Regions from separate parts of the Sus scrofa genome. Here region 1 is linked to region 2. A link is a contact called in public Hi-C data. All regions are on one chromosome and are shown on one strand. The core of a region is the stretch at or near the end of the contact, and the rest is flanking DNA. Distances in the headings are between cores, read along the strand shown. Region 1 holds the start of TMTC2 (transmembrane and TPR repeat-containing protein 2). Region 2 overlaps TMTC2 (transmembrane and TPR repeat-containing protein 2).

Region 1 (3,486 bases), core at 566-3,065, 74 kb after region 2:
TGGCTATCCTATCAGCTGGTCTCTGACAGACACTACATGAAATGCACGAAGAAGGATGTGCTGGATGTTCTTGCCCTATTATCAGGGGATTTCCTCCCAGACGTGTGGGAGTACAGCAAGCCCCGCTGACTTAAGGCATACATCCACGGACACGCTTTTAGCTGGAGAGTGAGCCCATCAGGGGATACAGACTGTGGGTGATCACCAGCAGGAGAAGAGTCTGCCTTCATCTCCCCTCACCATCAACCGCTTTGCTTAAGTTCACTCACTGCCTTGCCCTGACCCTGGGGATCCATTCACTTTCCGTCGCCCAGAGAGGCTGCTGAAAAGCTGTCAAAGTAAATCTGTGCTCACTTTTTGGATGGTTTAATTTCAATGAAGCATGAAACACCCCAGGACGGTTAATAAGTTTAGCCAGGCATGCTGTTCTCCCTAATATATTTTAATTATGCATCTGTTTTAATTATAATCAGCTTAAGTCACCGGAAAGGCACAAATCGGAATTTTCCCTAATGGCTCTTGGAGCTTTTCGTCAGTGTCTAAACACTAACAACGTTTAAATAGGTAGAGGCACGAGCACCACGGTTGACATTTTCCAGAAATCGATTCAGTTTCTCTGACAACACAGTTCAGGTCTCATTAGCCACCCAAACTAACCCAAATGCAGAAGACAACTGGAGTCTCTAGGGGCGTCTTCTTCCCCAATTAGCACAAAAGAATCGCTAAGGTCTCGTGTAAAACTCCCCAGCAGAAATGAAAGCCCAGGCTTTTAGCAAGGGCTACTCCATCGATTGGTGAGGGAGGCAGGGGAGCCGGAGAGACGAGCAGCAGCAGTATCCTGGCTCAAAGTAAAGTACACCCTACGTCAAAAGGGAAAGTTGAAGCAGAGGGCGAGCTCTCCACTATTTTGGCAACTGTCAAGCGTGTTTTAACCTCGGTAAATAAAAGCGTCCCATCAATAAAAGGAAACGTTACAGGGAAGATCTATTAGGGGGCGGGAAACAGCTTCCTTCCAGGACGGACGTAAAATCGCTCAAGGTGCTTTTGTTGCACCAAGGAACATCTACGAATTTTTTTAAAATAGTTCATTAAACAGTTTCCCCAATTGCTGCGATTTCCGCTAAGAAACTTAAGCGCCTGCCACCAGCCGGGAAGCACGGGAGAGGAACCTCCCGTGCGGCAACCTAGGAACCCAAACTCCCTGAGCCCGCCCAGGGCGCCCGCGTCCCCAGGGTTTGCTGGAGGTGTGGGTGTTTACGCGTCTCCCAAACCTTCAGGTGCTGCACTAGTTCCTCCAAAACCCACTCCGAGCCTTCAAGCGGGCAGCTTCAGAGCCTCCGCGGAGTCGCTCTCACCCCCTTACCTGTCATCATAGCAGAAATCCGCACTCAGGGTGTTGAGATACAAGGCGAGCCCCAGAGCGCTGCTCACCAACTCTGCAATCATCTCTCCACTGCCTTCCCTCCGGCTCGGCTCCCAGCGCGAGGGCAGCAGCGGCAACAAAAAACAGAAGCATCAATCCCCACCTTCCGCCGCCTTCTCCTCCCAGCTTCACTTTTCCCTCGCTTGCAGTCCCTCCCTTCCTCCCTCGGGTCCTTCCGATCCACCGCTCTCCTGCTCCTCCTCCTCCTCGCGCCCGTCTCCGCAGCTCCTCCGTCTTCCCCGGGTGCGGGCTCACGCCGCGCTCCCCATGCCTGGCGCCGGCGAGCGGCGAGCGGCGTTCGGGCTCCGCGCCCCCCGGCGGATGCACAGGGCTGGTCCTTTGCGCGGCTCGCGCCCCCGCCCTAACCCATGGCCGTGCGGGGCGCCCTAGGTGAGGACTGGGTCTCGGAGGAGGTGGAAGAGTGCGGGATGGGGGCAGAGGGACCGGACCGAGCCGGGCTCTGGGACCTGCTGGAGGAAGAGAGCGCGAGAAGGGCGGGTGGGAGGGACAAGGCGAACCGCCTCCCCTCGCCGCCTCCCGGGCGCACAGCTCCGGGGCCGCTTGGGCAGACTCTGGCCGCCACGGCGGCTGCAGCTCATTCACTCTTTAATAGGTCCCTCCCGGCCGCAGCCCCTTCTCCAGTGAAGTGAGAAGGGGTGGCTGGAGACTCCCGAAGCTCCCGCGTGGGGTTCTCGGCGCTGCCCCCCGCGCCTGCGTGGCCAACCCTCCATCCCGGGTTCGTTCAGCCGCGGTCTCCACCCAGATCCGCCCACAGGGTTCCGCCCACATCACCCCCTGGGCTGGAGGCTCCTCCCACCTCCCCCCGCCCCCCCCGCCGCGGCCGGAGGCTCCTCCTCCCCATCGCCCGCCCTCCCCTTGTGGCGTTCACCTTAGATTTCACTCTGGGCAGCCCCGGGGACCCAAGGGCAACCGCTGGCAAACAACGCCGAGCGGCAGCTGGAGGGCGCCCTGGGCGGGGGCGCCAGAGCAGACGAGAGACCGAGGAGGACGCCGTCGCTCGCTCGCCCTGCCGCTGCCTGGCGGCGCCTGGCACCCGCCGAATCTCAACCCCAGCTCTGTGTGTGCCAAGCTCTGCCAGGCGTAAGTCCGGTCCGCCGGGGAGACTTCTGGAGCCCGGGAGAGGAAGAACAGGTTTGGCGAGTGCTCTAACCTCGGTGGCCACCAACACACCCTCACTGTGCGGGAGCCGAAATGGGGTGGGGGTGGGGGCGGAGAGCTGGAGGGCATCTCAGGAGCGAGAAATTTCACCTCCGAGCCTACCGTTGTCCCGAAGGTCAACGGAAAGACGTCTGGGGAGGGAATTGTTCCCGCAGGCAGGTGGAAAAGAAAGGACCCCCAGAGAGGAAAGACAGACTCGCGCGCACACGCAAAACGCACCCCACAGTTGCGAGGGCTTCCTGCGGTTTCGAGGGGATTGTCAGGTTAACCCCGAGAACACAGAGAAGAAACGCCTCTGCAGCCCCGTACTGCGCTCTCCTTGAACCCGAGAAGGTGGGAACTTAATGCCCTTTCCTTGCCGCCTGGACTCAGGACTAGATGGAAGGCGTCCAGCATGATGAAATGAGTAGAAGAATGGTCTGTGTGGAACGGGCCCTGGGTCCTAAAGTTGCAAGACCAAAGAGGACCGTGGGCTGCCTGCCACACCTCCCGGCGCGGCCGCCTTCTGGCTGGACCTGTGGATCCCTTGGACCACGATGAACACTACTGCAGCGCCCCCTGCTGCCTGGAAGCCGCGATGCATGGAAAACAGGCCTGCGAGGGCGCCGACTCCCCCAAAACACAGCTGTCACTGCTCCAGAGGCAGCCCGTAACTAGCAAACTCTCCAAATCGGCGGTAAGAAATTGAGTCCCCTGGATGTGTGGCAGTGGCTGAAAAGCAAATCCCGTGATCTGGGTGTCTGCAAAACAAAGCTCCACCTTGTCCTGGTTTCACAAGGACATCTATGTGTGCAGATGAAATGATGAATATTTATTGTACCATTGCACTGTGGCCCAGTTTTGTGCCCTGGGAAAAACAAACAGAAACGCACATACGAAGAAAT
Region 2 (3,464 bases), core at 920-3,419:
AACAGATCAATAACCATAAAAGCAATAAAAAGTTGTCAATGAAATATATTCTTCTAAAGAGCACCAAGGCAGGAGGGGTTCATAAATAAATTCACACAAACTCTAGGGACACATAGTCATGTCATATAAAATGTTTCAGAGAACATAAAAACTTCCCAAATGACTTTACGATGCCAGCAGAATCCTGACATATACAGCTTAGAAAAAGAACCAGAGTCCAACCTCACTCATGAAAACAAACAAAAAATAAACTACTTGCATATAGACTCTAGCAATTTATTAACACCCTGTACCTAAGTTGGTTTTAGTGTCAGGTGCAATATTAATTTAATTATAGGAAAATTATTGTTGTATGTGTTTGTGTGTTTGGTTTTTGTTTTGCTATTTTAGGGCTGCATCCATGGCATATGGAAGTTCCCAGGCTAGGGGGCACATCAGAGCTCTAGCTGCCGGCCTACACCACAGCCACAGCACGCAGGATCCAAGCCGTGTCTGCAACCACCGGATCCGTAACCCAGTGAGCGAGGCCAGGGATCGAACCTGCATCCTCATGGATCCTAGTTGGGTTCGTTAACCAAGAGCCACAAAGGGAACTCCAAGCAAAATTATAAACATATTTTTACAGAATAGGGGTGTGCGTGTGTGTGTGTGTGTGTGTGTGTGTGTGTGTGTGTGTGTGTATTTTAACGCAAGATGTTACAGACAGCAAAGTGACCCCTGTAAAGAATAATATGGAGGTTCCTTAAAAAACTAAAAACAGAGCTACCGCATGATTTAGCAATCCCATTTCTGGGCATATATTTGAAGAAAACCATAATTCAAAAAGATACATGCTCTCAAATGCTCATTGCAGCATTATTTACAAAAGCCAAGACATGGGAGCAACCTAAATGTCCATGGACAGATGAATAAATAAAGAAGTGAGATATATATGTACCCATATACAAATATACCTACATATTTCTACAGTGGGATACTACTCAGCCATAAAACAGAACTAAATAATGCCATTTGCAGCAATGTGGAAGGAGCTAAAGATTATCATACTATGAAGTGAGTCAGAGAAAGACATATATACCATATGATAAGTGATATCATGTGATCTCACTCACATATGAATCTAATTTTTGAAATGATACAAATGCGTTTACTTACAAAAGAGAAAAAGACTCACAGATTGTGAAATCAAATGTATGGTTACCAAAGGGGAAACGTGGGCAGGAAGCATAAATTAGGAGTTTGGGATTAGCATATCCACACGACAATGTATTAGACAACGAACAAGGACCTACTGTGGCACAGGGAAACCTGCTCCATGTTCAGTAATAACCTATACGGGAAAAGAACCTGAAAAAGAAGGGATGTGTCTATACGTATAACTGATTCACTTTGCGGTAACACCAGAAACTTACAGATAAATCAACTATACTCCAAGAAATTCTTTAATTTAAAAAAAAGCCCACAAAGACCGCAAAGTGAAAACATACTTGCCTCTGCTCTCTCTCAAAACCCAGTGAAACATCAGTAAAGGAACATAAAAGCCCAAGGACACTTTGCCGATATGCTCACAGTACCTTTCTTTGTCACAGCATTTGATTATTCACTCAATAAATATGCATTAAAATTCAGTTTACAAAAGGGAGGATGTTGGACATTCTCCCCTTCTTCCTTCTTTCAGGTAGACTGTTAGCTTCCTAAAAGGGGTGCCCTGTCATTAAACTCACCATTTTCTCCTCCTGGTCATATCACTGGGGCTCAAGAGGAATTTGTCCAAAAAAAAGAAAAAAGAAAAGTCAGAAAGAATCTGCTTATTAAAAAAAAAAAATACTCAAAAAAAAAGAGATCATCGAACAAGACGTTTAATTGAAAACATTTCCAGATGCTCAAGAACTCAGTGGATCGCAACATCATTTAGGTCTCGCCAGTCGGGATTCTTTGCAGGGAGGCTTACTTTGGATGCTGGCACTGCAAGCCAAGCTGAAAGAGCTTCAGGTCCTGGCACAGGCTCTGCTGGCCTAGGACTCTGGGACAGCTGTGGAGGTAAAAGCCTCTTGCTGCTTCGTGACGGCGTAGAAGTTTCTGCGTCTGGGCTTTCAGTGCCCATGCAGAAAGCGCCCCAGCCTTCCACCCATGCCCAACATCACAGGGATGCGGAGGCTTCCGATGTTAGCTGGCTTCCTCCTCCCGCCTCCAGGCTGCACGCTTTGCACTACAGGCTTCCTGGAACATCCAGAGCAATGTGTACTCTGATCTCTGACGACACATTCCCATGGCTGGGAAGAATCCCAACCCCTTGACTACTCCCAGCTTCCTGTTTTTCAACAAATAAACAACACCCTAAAGAAAAGAGACGGTCCTGATTCAGTGCCTCCTCCTGTGATGATCCTTATCTAAGCCGAGAAGAACGGATAAACATCTGCCGGGTGACTGATCACTGGTTCCATTGTTTTGACTTAGATCCTGCACTTGGTTTCCTCCTTAGAGGAACCACAATTAAACAGCAAATAGGATTTGCTGCTATCTGCCCTTCCGTCGTTGTCGCTGCATTTTTAGCCAAAGTCTTACAAAGATAATTACACATTCTAAATCTAGCCTGATGAAAATGTCAAATATCTCGGAGAGTTCCCGAATATTCAGATGATGACAGCCTATGGCACCACGTCAGTTTCCTCTACCAGTTAACCGTTTGCACTGCAGCCCAGAGCATTCTTCTCGTCTCCCAGTCGAGAAATTCTGGGCTCGTTACTGATTCTTTCTTTTGCATCTCTTATACTCAATCTCTCAAGTCTTATCAAAGAAAATAAAGAGGGTAGGTGGCCACGGCATTCCTCTCAGCAAGATAACCTTTGGGGAGTATGGCTGCTGTTATGACTGATCACTGGTTCCATTGTTTTGACTTCGTTCCTGCACTTGATTCCTCCTTAGAGGAACCACAATTAAACAGCAAAGAGGATTTGCTGTTCTCTGCCCAGGATGCTTCTGGACAAAACGCTTAGCTCGGCAGCAGTAGCCCAAGCATGTGGGAGAAGGAGAAGGAGTGAGAAGAGGAGAGAGAAGACGGCCAGCAATGCAGCAGATGAGCCGTCCCTGAGCAAAGAGGACAAAGAAGCCATCGTGAACATCTCCCAGAGCAATGATCGCTGAAGGGCTTTTAAAGACTAAAATTTCTAAGGATCATTTTAAGTGGCTGCTGCATTGTCCGGTAAACCCTCTGGCTTAGAGCAAACCTTTCTTTAAGTCTGGGTGCCCCGCCCTAACAGCAGCAGGGCTCTGGGAGCCAGATCCCTTGAGCAAAGCAGGGTCCTGGGGGTAGAAAAGAGACACCACAAGTAGGAGGCGATGTGTAAGGAGATTCAGATCTCGGCCAAAACAGAAACTTCGAGGAGGCAGTGGGAGACAAGGCAGCCTTCTGAGATCCCGTACAGATAGCAAGGTCACAGGGAAAGTCATCATATGGGGACCGC

What was found. A called contact is a pair of places that touch in the nucleus more often than the background predicts.
Region 1: a contact with region 2 is called in a Hi-C map of skeletal muscle, with 8 times the contacts expected there. The contact joins the promoter of TMTC2 here to the enhancer-like site in region 2. A contact is called at or near these places in 1 of 5 promoter capture datasets (liver), 5 of 47 Hi-C or Micro-C datasets (heart right ventricle, liver and skeletal muscle) and 1 of 2 datasets of contacts at active chromatin or transcription factors (skeletal muscle).

Annotation. Positions count from the first base shown.
Region 1 is chr5:99,083,428-99,086,913 of Sscrofa11.1, forward strand. TMTC2 (transmembrane and TPR repeat-containing protein 2) reads right to left here and starts at 1,816. Exons shown (of 13, transcript XM_021093031.1): 1 at 1,364-1,816. The coding sequence starts at 1,446.
Region 2 is chr5:99,008,927-99,012,390 of Sscrofa11.1, forward strand. The region is part of intron 1 of TMTC2 (transmembrane and TPR repeat-containing protein 2); the gene reads right to left. Among named protein-coding and RNA genes, the nearest start is that of TMTC2, 75 kb to the right of the region's middle. Within about 2 kb of position 2,170, at least 20 of the 83 cell types and tissues checked have an H3K27ac peak or open chromatin away from gene starts, as enhancers often do. A contact at or near this core is called in liver and skeletal muscle, where this site is marked.